Regions from separate parts of the Sus scrofa genome. Here regions 1 and 3 are each linked to region 2. The links are chromatin contacts, called in public Hi-C and HiChIP or PLAC-seq maps. All regions are on one chromosome and are shown on one strand. The core of a region is the stretch at or near the end of the contact, and the rest is flanking DNA. Distances in the headings are between cores, read along the strand shown.

What was found. A called contact is a pair of places that touch in the nucleus more often than the background predicts. HiChIP or PLAC-seq counts read pairs in DNA pulled down with a chosen protein or histone mark.
Region 1: a contact with region 2 is called in a Hi-C map of retroperitoneal adipose tissue, with 2.0 times the contacts expected there. The contact joins two enhancer-like sites. A contact is called at or near these places in 6 of 47 Hi-C or Micro-C datasets (alveolar macrophages, embryonic fibroblasts, epiblast stem cells and 3 more).
Region 3: a contact with region 2 is called in an H3K27ac HiChIP or PLAC-seq map of skeletal muscle, with 8 times the contacts expected there. The contact joins two enhancer-like sites. A contact is called at or near these places in 7 of 47 Hi-C or Micro-C datasets (fetal heart ventricle, heart right ventricle, psoas muscle and 3 more) and 1 of 2 datasets of contacts at active chromatin or transcription factors (skeletal muscle).

Annotation. Positions count from the first base shown.
Region 1 is chr18:17,372,263-17,374,987 of Sscrofa11.1, forward strand. No RefSeq gene overlaps it. Among named protein-coding and RNA genes, the nearest start is that of PODXL, 71 kb to the right of the region's middle. Within about 2 kb of position 1,474, at least 4 of the 83 cell types and tissues checked have an H3K27ac peak or open chromatin away from gene starts, as enhancers often do. A contact at or near this core is called in mesenteric adipose tissue and retroperitoneal adipose tissue, where this site is marked.
Region 2 is chr18:18,028,156-18,031,112 of Sscrofa11.1, forward strand. LOC110257572 (a long non-coding RNA gene) reads left to right here. Exons shown (of 3, transcript XR_002340372.1): 2 at 1-2,678. Among named protein-coding and RNA genes, the nearest start is that of MIR29B-1, 10 kb to the right of the region's middle. Within about 2 kb of position 1,661, at least 37 of the 83 cell types and tissues checked have an H3K27ac peak or open chromatin away from gene starts, as enhancers often do. A contact at or near this core is called in mesenteric adipose tissue, retroperitoneal adipose tissue and skeletal muscle, where this site is marked.
Region 3 is chr18:17,494,284-17,497,142 of Sscrofa11.1, forward strand. It overlaps PODXL (podocalyxin), which reads left to right. Exons shown (of 8, transcript XM_003134669.5): 8 at 1-224. It overlaps MKLN1 (muskelin), which reads right to left. Exons shown (of 19, transcript XM_021078931.1): 19 at 1-2,859. Among named protein-coding and RNA genes, the nearest start is that of PODXL, 51 kb to the left of the region's middle. Within about 2 kb of position 1,313, at least 19 of the 83 cell types and tissues checked have an H3K27ac peak or open chromatin away from gene starts, as enhancers often do. A contact at or near this core is called in retroperitoneal adipose tissue and skeletal muscle, where this site is marked.

The DNA.
Region 1 (2,725 bases), core at 224-2,723, 660 kb before region 2:
GTTCAGTTCCGCTCCACTGATTATTCTCTATCTCAGTCTTGTATTTGTATCCGTCGGTGTCCCAGCAGGAAACAAAGAACCCACTGTGCCCTAGGCTAACCGCAGGAGAGTCTTTACGTAAAGGATCTGGGAGTTCTCTCGTGCCACAGCGAACTAAGAAGGACCCAGCGTTACTGCAGTGACTTGGGTACCTGCTGTGGCACAGGTTCAATCCTTGGCCTGGGAACTTCCACAGGCCATAGGCTTGGCATAGAACAGAACAAAATAGAATAGAACACAGTAGAACAGAACAGAACAGAGCAGAACAGAATAGAACAGAGTAGACTAGAGTAGAACAGAGTAGAACACAACAGAATAGAATAGACTACACTAGACTACACTAGAACAGAACGGAACAGAATAAAGGATCTATTTACAAAAGTGTGGGCAGGTTAGAGAGGAACCAGGAGAGACGGGGCTATACCCTGGGGCTGCTAACAGGATACCTGTCACCCTCATAAATGAAGGGGGGAAGGATAGGACCATCACTGGATCCTGAAAGGAGAAGGTCAAACAGGATGGCACACAGGCAGAGCTGGCGTTCCTCGCCAGCAGCCAGGCTCTTTTGCCACCATCTTCCCCTCATCTTCCACTCTTAGCATCCATCCATCCATCCAACTTCCTGCACCTTCAGGGCCAGAGAGGTGACCTGGAGTCGGAGCTGTTTCCTGCCAACGCCAGTGCTGACTCAGACCCTCATGCTCATCCAGAGGGGCCCATCCACCCCCAGTGCCGGCCTGCAGAGGTAGCTGAAGTTATCATCTTCATCCCCTAATTCAAGTAGACACTCTGGGCTCTCCCAGGGCTTGGCTGTGGAATACAGGGGCCATGGTTCCCCCTTCTAGGGGGGCCCATGCATCTCCTTCCACGAGAGAGCACATCACCTGGCTTGAGTAAGTCCAGAGAGGGAGGCTGGGGGAAAGGGGCCGTGGAATTCCAGGGCTCCTTCCCAATACCCTTTGACATCACTCCCCAAGTTGTACCAGGAACGGGGAAGCCCGTAAGTCCACTTGCAGCTTCTCTAAACAGCAGAGTTCTGGATACAAGGCAGCTCTGGCAGCAGCCCCCACATGGGAGCTCGCGAGGGATCTGGGGCTTTGCCCTTCATCATCATGTCAGCCCGCTGCGAGCCCCGCCTCATCAGAACCATAAACAGGGCCCTACAAAGGGGCGGGGGCGGAGGTGGAGGGGGGAAGGACAGTCAATTAACAAGGAAGTTGAAATTGCGTTATTCCACTTATGAAAAGAATGTGACCTGGGGCCGCGGTTCCAGGTACCTGCTCTCAGCGGCTCTGGTGTTGCTCTGGGTGATAAGGGCGGCTCTGGGGGAGTGAGGATCTGTCTGGTCTCCTGTGAGTGGATGTGCCGAGCAACCCGCAGGGCCCATGGCAAAGAAATCGCCGTCAGCAGGTTCATCCGAGGCTCAGGACTTCCAGGCCTCTGGCACGTCACCTCCTATCTACTCTGTGTTCCATTCTCTGCCATCTAAGATACAACTGAGCCTGATCTGGTTCCCAGCCCAGGCAGATGTGGCCACATCAGGCATGAGGGCTGAATGGATGGGCTACACTACAACAGCATCAGCGCCTATACCAGCATCAGTACGGAAGGCCAGGACTGGGCAGTTTCCTGCAGGCACTGGAGAAAGAACACCCTCACATATTGGCCTAAGCCTGAAATTTCACCCTTAAACATTCATTCCTTTAACTTAAAACACTGAACTTTCAGAAGTTCTCTGTTCTGGGAAAGAGTAGTGACCTGCCACCCCTTCCTGCCAGGTGGCCACATGTTCATTCAAATGGCAGGTTTCCAGAGACAAAGGCCTTGCCCTTGCCTGGAGTACCTGACTCCTGGCACAGAGCAGATCATGGCCTGCTAATGAGGAAATGCTGCCGTAGGCTGGTCCTGTTGAGACAAAACGATTTGGTGGAAAGAGCAGTAGCCCAGGGATCAGCAACCCTGGATCCTCAACTATGTGAGCTTGACATGTTCATTTCTTCCTGAGTCTCAATTTTCCCAACTCTTTTTTTTTGGGGGGGGTGTCTTTTTAGGACCACACCCACAGCATACGGAGGTTCTTAGGCTAGGGTCTAATCGGAGCTGTTGCCACCGGCCCATATCACAGCCACAGCAACGCCAGATCTGAGCCGTATCTGCGACCTACACTACAGCTCACAGCAACACCAGATCCTTAACCCACTGAGCAAGGCCAGGGATCAAGCAAGGCAAGGTCAGATTCGTTTCCACTGCACCATGACAGGAACTCCAGTTTTCCCAACTCTCAAATGAAGCAGTCCCCAGGCTTCCTCCCAGCTCAGTAATACACAGCTGTCATGGGCCTGATGCCCCAGGACTAGCGGGAGGCCCGGCTCTGGCAGGCCTCGTGGTGGGCTAAAGGCAGCTCAAGGTTAAAGCACCCATCCCTTGCTTCCAGGCTTCTTCCCAATTCTTCCGGTCCTTAGGCCTCTCCCATTGGCCCCCAGCCCTGGGTCCCATTCCACCTTCTGGCACCCATCCCAAATGGTTCTCCAGCCTTCTGAGTTCAGACAGGAGCAAGGTGTTTTGCCGCCAGGGTCTGTCCCTGTGCCCCGAGGTTGAATGTGCCCTTCCCAGGAGCCCCCTCTAATGCCTATGTGGAGTGGACCCCTGAGCGAGTGTTACTTCAGAGCTGGGCTTCCAGAGCCAC
Region 2 (2,957 bases), core at 411-2,910:
AAATGAAGTTTAGGTCTTTTTTTTTTTAACACGTTTTCTTTATCATTCCTAAATACTCTGATGGATGTTGTTTTTTGAAAATGATCCTGCTTTTAATTCATCACAGAGAAGATAGAAATATAGTGTTGCTTTTGAAAGGAGGGTTTTTTGGGTGGTTTTTTTTCCCCTAAGTCTGGCTTGTTTACTACACCAATGAATAGAGATGACCTCAGTCTGAAAAAACAAGCTAACCATACTCTCTCTCCTTGCCTGGCAAAAAAGGCCTTTATCAAGTAGCAAAAGACAGCAAGTCAGACCACCAAGTCATCATTTTAGCTGATTAGATTTTCCAAAAGACAGAACAGTAAGCTCTCCACGTTTTCACTGCTGAGCAGTGGCTCTTGGGAAATACTCCCAACTCAGTTTCTGTAAAACCTTAAAAAGTCTGGTGACAGTTACTCAGACAGCTGCCCGAATGCAGATGCTACAGATGTGGTTGCCCATGCCCTCGCCCCTGTGAGATTTCAGAATGGGAGAAAATAGCATCACGTCTCTTGCTTTTTGAGTACGAAATTTTTTAATTAAAAAAGAAAAAAAAAAGCCGAATTCTTTGTTCCTTTACACGCCCAGTTAATTCTCTGCAGCAGAAGTGTCCCTGGGGGCCCAAACCCAGTCATCTTCTCGGGCAAATGGCCTTGAGCGCCGCGTGTCTGCGTGCTCTCACTGTCCTGGGGTGGTTTTCAGCAAGTCCCTGGACCTCAACTACTTAGTTCCCAAAGATGCTGTGAGCCTGTGACTTGGAAGTTGGGTTTTTCTCTGTTATGTTGTTTGTTTACTTTCCATGAGCCACACAGAAATCTGGTTGGACAGTCGAAGGGTTCCCACTTTCTCTCCGGGGAAGAATTCAAGCGGATTCTACCAGAGACCAGAACCATATCCTGTCTCCTACAACCTTTGTGGTTTCAGATCAATAGGAGGCCAAATCGAAATGCATTGGAAGTTCAATTGACTTTAGAATCCACTCCAGTCCAAAGAATCTCTAGATTCACTGCATTTGGGCGTGTGGTTTGGGGAAAGAGGATTTTTTTTTTTTTTTTTTTTTAAAGGAGGGTAGCTTTATTCTTTATTTTTTGACCTATGTGGGAAGGGAGAACTGACCTGATTTGGGGGAGAGGTTACAAAAAAGTCAATCCCGGTGAAAGACTGGTGAGCATTCTGCCCCCACCTGAGGACGGCCTGCGCCTGTGAAAAAGCCGGGGAAGGGACCGACATGACAGCGTTGACGCATCCTGGCGTCAGAAGGCCTTAGGGAAGCTCTCAGGCCCTGATGAGTTAAAAAGGCAGAGGCAGCCAGTCAGCGAGTGCCCGCCTGGGCACGGATTTGTTTATCCTGCCCTTCTGAAGTCAGAGCCAACATTCTTCATGGCTTTGAATGATCCGGAATGTTTCTCTCTTGGCAGGGCCGGCTTTGCACACACGGGCGTGTGTACGACTCAGGCCCCCGAGATGTGGGCCAAAGCAGAGCCAGCCTCAGCCGAGGTGTCGCATCTCAGAATCGTCTTGTTTTAGAGCAAAAGGGAAACTGTCACACACAGCTGCTTGTGTCAGAGATGGAGAGACCGAACCTGGGTGGTGGTGGCCAGAGGTCACGGAACTGGAGGAGGGCCAGCGGGAGCCAGGCCGCCCGCCTCTGACCGCACGGCTCCTGTCCAAGCCCGGGAAGAGGCTCCAGGGCGCCCTTGGCCTCCCAGCGGGAGAGGCCGCTGCCCTTTGAGGAATGCTTAGAAAATGACTTGGGTCAGAAAGGAGAGCCTCATTTTTACAAAATGAAACAAATCAGTCATTTATTCGTCATAGGCAGCTTTCCCCAAACTTCCTTTGTCAGTGCGGCCAATTTATTAGCTCCTGGGCTCCCAGAAATAAGAAAAACACTGTCTCTATCTGTGCGCCAAAATGGGAGACTCGACCTACTCCCCCCCACTTTTCTTTTCTCCTTTTGTAGATGAGAACTAACTATTTCACGCTAGTTCTTAATAAAACAAACGCCGACTCCTTCCCGCAGGAGACAGAATTGAGCAATGTTCTGAGAACACGCTGTGCTCCTTGGGGCACTGAGTCAATGTGCTGTTTTAGAAGATGCTCCAGAAGCTTGGAAGTGCCTCTTGGGAGCGAAGCAAAAGGGGTGGAGCCGGGAGCAGTGACTCACCCTTCCTGCCTGGCGGCGGCAGGGAGCCTCCAGGAGCCTGGAGGAGAGGACTCAGGCCCCAGGAGTTCCCGCTGGGCCCACGCGCCTCCGTGTCCTCTGGCCCCACCACCTCTGCACCCATGAGAGCCGCGGAGGAAGCTCTCTCCTCCTGGCCCTCTGCCCGCCGCTTCCAGGAGCCCTGGGAGGACGATGTATCTGTATAAGGACAACCTCCTGAGCCGAGAGACGGTCACTTACCTGAGGAGGAAGAGCCAGTCAGAGCTCAAGGGCTGCAGGGGCCTTCCGGGAGGCGCTGGGGCTGCATCTATGGCTTTGTTGTTACCAGCGAGAAGCGAGTCCCTCAGTCCCAGTAACAGTAAATGCCAGCTGCCTCCCAGTCCAGGGAGACGGTGCCGCCGGGAAGACCAGCCCGTGACCAGCTTCTAGCATGACTTGAAGAAAAAAATCACCATGTTTCGTGCACCTCATCACCGGTGTTGCCTTCGTCTTTCAGGTGAACCAGCGCGGGGAAGGAGAAGTGCTTGGCGTGTCCCCCGCCCCGGCCTTTCCCGGGGATGGCGCTCCTGGGCCCCGAGCCCTCCCCGAGCTGCACAGAATGTTCCCCTAGAAAGGCCTGGGCCTTGGTTTAACTTCCTCGCATTCTTGAAAATTCTGGCTGTCTTGCATTTGTACGTACTTTAAAAATTGTCATCTAGCTAGTGTCTCAAATTTTAAGGCGTGAGTAAAATTCTTTTAGCAGAAAATTACACGCTTAGGGTATAGAAACGGAACT
Region 3 (2,859 bases), core at 63-2,562, 530 kb before region 2:
TACAGTTTGCTGTGGGTCTTTTTTTAACTTGGTGAATGTTAAACAGTTTGCCCGGCAGACAGGGGGAGCGTGTGTCTTAGTGGACAGGGGTCTAAAGTACACTGGAATTTACTGAGAAACTTGTTTGTAAAAACTCTTAATTATTGCCATTTTCTTATGAAAGTATATTTTGGGAAATTGTATACTGTCAATTAAAGTGCTTTCGTGTAAGCGGGTTCAAGCCCTAGTAGTTTGCTTGCTTGGCTTCCATTCTTCACTTGTGCACGAGTCTTATCACTGAAGCCCCTGAGGACATGGGACACCCAAGCAGCCACCTCTGCTCGTAGTCACGCCCACTTAACTCCAGAGAGTGAGAGAGAAAAGGACCGAAGCTCAAAGGAAAGGGGGCCACCCTGAAGGGGATGGCAGGTCTCCCTGGCGATCCCAGCCGAAAGGGCCTCGAGTTCCCTCATAGCACTGTTGTACCCCCTTCCTCCCCCCTCTACTTCTGCCGCAGATAAGAGAGCGACATGCCTGCCACCAGAGATGCCAGGGGGGCTGTGGAACCCTGACCAGGTCTGAAACCATTGGCAGAAGCAAGGCAAATAAAACTACAAAAAACAAAGGAGTCGAGTCTGGTCTGGTCTTGTTCTGCCCATAAAAGAATCTTTCAGAAGCCTCTGCCTGTCCCTAAGCTGGAGACGTCCAAGGTGATCCTGACCCTTTTCATCTCCTGGGTGGCGTCATCTACCTATGTCTTCACTGCAAGAGGACACTTTTCTCATTCCCATCTTGCAGAAGGGAAACTGAGGTGAATCTGGCCCATATTCATAGTTGCTGTGCAACAATCTCTTCCATTTGCCTGACATAATTTACAAAACATTTTTACGCATGTAGTCATCACTGAATTGTCACCACTCTGCCCATAGGGAAACTGGGTACAGAGACAAGAGATTCTGCAGTCACACAGCTATTTAAATGGTACCACTAGGCCTCGAATCTACATCTTTTCTCTCTCAGCCCTATATTTTCTCAATATCACAGCAAGGCTTGGGTTCCAATAACGGTGAAGTGCGTTTCTAGAAAGCAACTACTGCTACAGTATGAGTTCCCTTTTATGTTGTAGTTCAGAAAGGCAGTTAACAGCCTTAAGGGCGGACCAGAGCCAGGTTCGGGGTATTTTGAGGTTAACTTCAAGAGTGTGCCAAGGACACAGAAAGACGTACAAGTACCAGGAACTCGGGCAGGCCTCTGGCCATGCTTGAGGCACACTGTTCTGAGAATGATTCATAGCTTATCATGACCACAAAGCTCGGAGACTCCGTGCTCTTCCTGAATAGGTCATTCACCCTGCTCCCTCCCTGCCAACCAAGAGGCATTGTTTTGCCATGTCCCCTTGTCACTCATAACCCTTCCAAACCATGTGTTTCTTTTGAACCCCAAGGGGGACCAGAGTAAATAATGAGTAGGACTGGCTACTGTAACGTAGTGATAAATACAGAGATGGCTATTTTTCAACAACCTTGACATTTCATAGATTAAAAAGTTAGTGGGATCCTAGCAAATAGACTCCTAGCTGCCAACATTTAAAAGGTGGAGAAAGGAGTTGAGACTTCCAGTGCTACGCGGAAGTCACGTGTGGATCTAGAAGTAAGCCCAGGGTTCCTGACCCCTGCCCTGGGCTACCCATCCTCACAGCCCACGTGCAGAGGGCAGGTGCCGCAGACATTACCAAGTGTCCCATCTCCCCTCTTGGGTTTTGTCAACCATCAAAACTTACCAGCACAGCAGTGGACAGGCCACTTGTATGGCTTTTCTTTCTTCCTTATAACTAGAATGGGTCTGCAAAGGATAGAACTCACCGCCTTTGCTCTTCCCGGGTGAGAGCCCGGTAGAAGGAAGTCTCCGGTAGGTTTCCACACTCGACGTGGGAGTCGTTGGCATCTCAACTGTGTTAAACACAAAGCCCTCTTTGCTTATTCGCTACCGTCCCACCAGATGACAAATACGTCAAGGGAGAGGAAGTGGTGACCCATATTTCCATCCTCCGGAGGATTAACCCAGGAAAGGCCAATTCCTCACCTTATCACTGCATATCATGTTTTCCTGTTTTGAAAACAAAAGAAATGTTACTTATGAGCCATGCTTAAAGCACACTCTAAAAATGAAAGCTATGCAGTGCGATGGATTATTTGATTTATAAAGAAAAAACATTGATTTGTAAAGAGTCTTATTTTTGTTTTTTAAGAGTTCAGCCCTTAAAATCTTTCCCCTTCTTCTGAAACAGGGATCCAGAATTTTCCCAATCTTTCCCAATTTCTCAACACCTCCAAGGTCTGTTTACTATCTTTTCCAGTTTTCTATTTCAGTTCAGGTTTTTCTTCTAGTTCCTACCTGTACAAATATGTCCCCCTTAAAGAAAACCTGGGAAACACACGTCCAAATTTACCATACAGATAAAATATCTGCTGGTCACTGACAGCAGATTTTTAAAAAACCCACCATTTGAGGAAATAACTTACCAGCATTCTTTAAAAATGGAAATTTCCCCTAGACGCTTTGAAAGAGCCACCAGAACGTCTTTGTTTTAGAACTGCCTCAATGAAAGCGAGGCTCTTCTACAGCATATATTTTTTCTGTCTTTGGAAGTCTGAATAAAACTCACCTGTTTTGGGGAAAAATATTGACAATCGCAAAGTATACAAACATTTAAAAAGGTGACTTCGAAAGCAGTTTTTTCAAACACAAGGCACATCTTTTAGCGTCCATATATAACTTTTTATTAAGAAAATGAACAAAATACATTCTTTCTCCATATGTACATTACATACAACATAATTCTACAACTGCAATTGTTCAGCAGATCACTCATTTTATTCA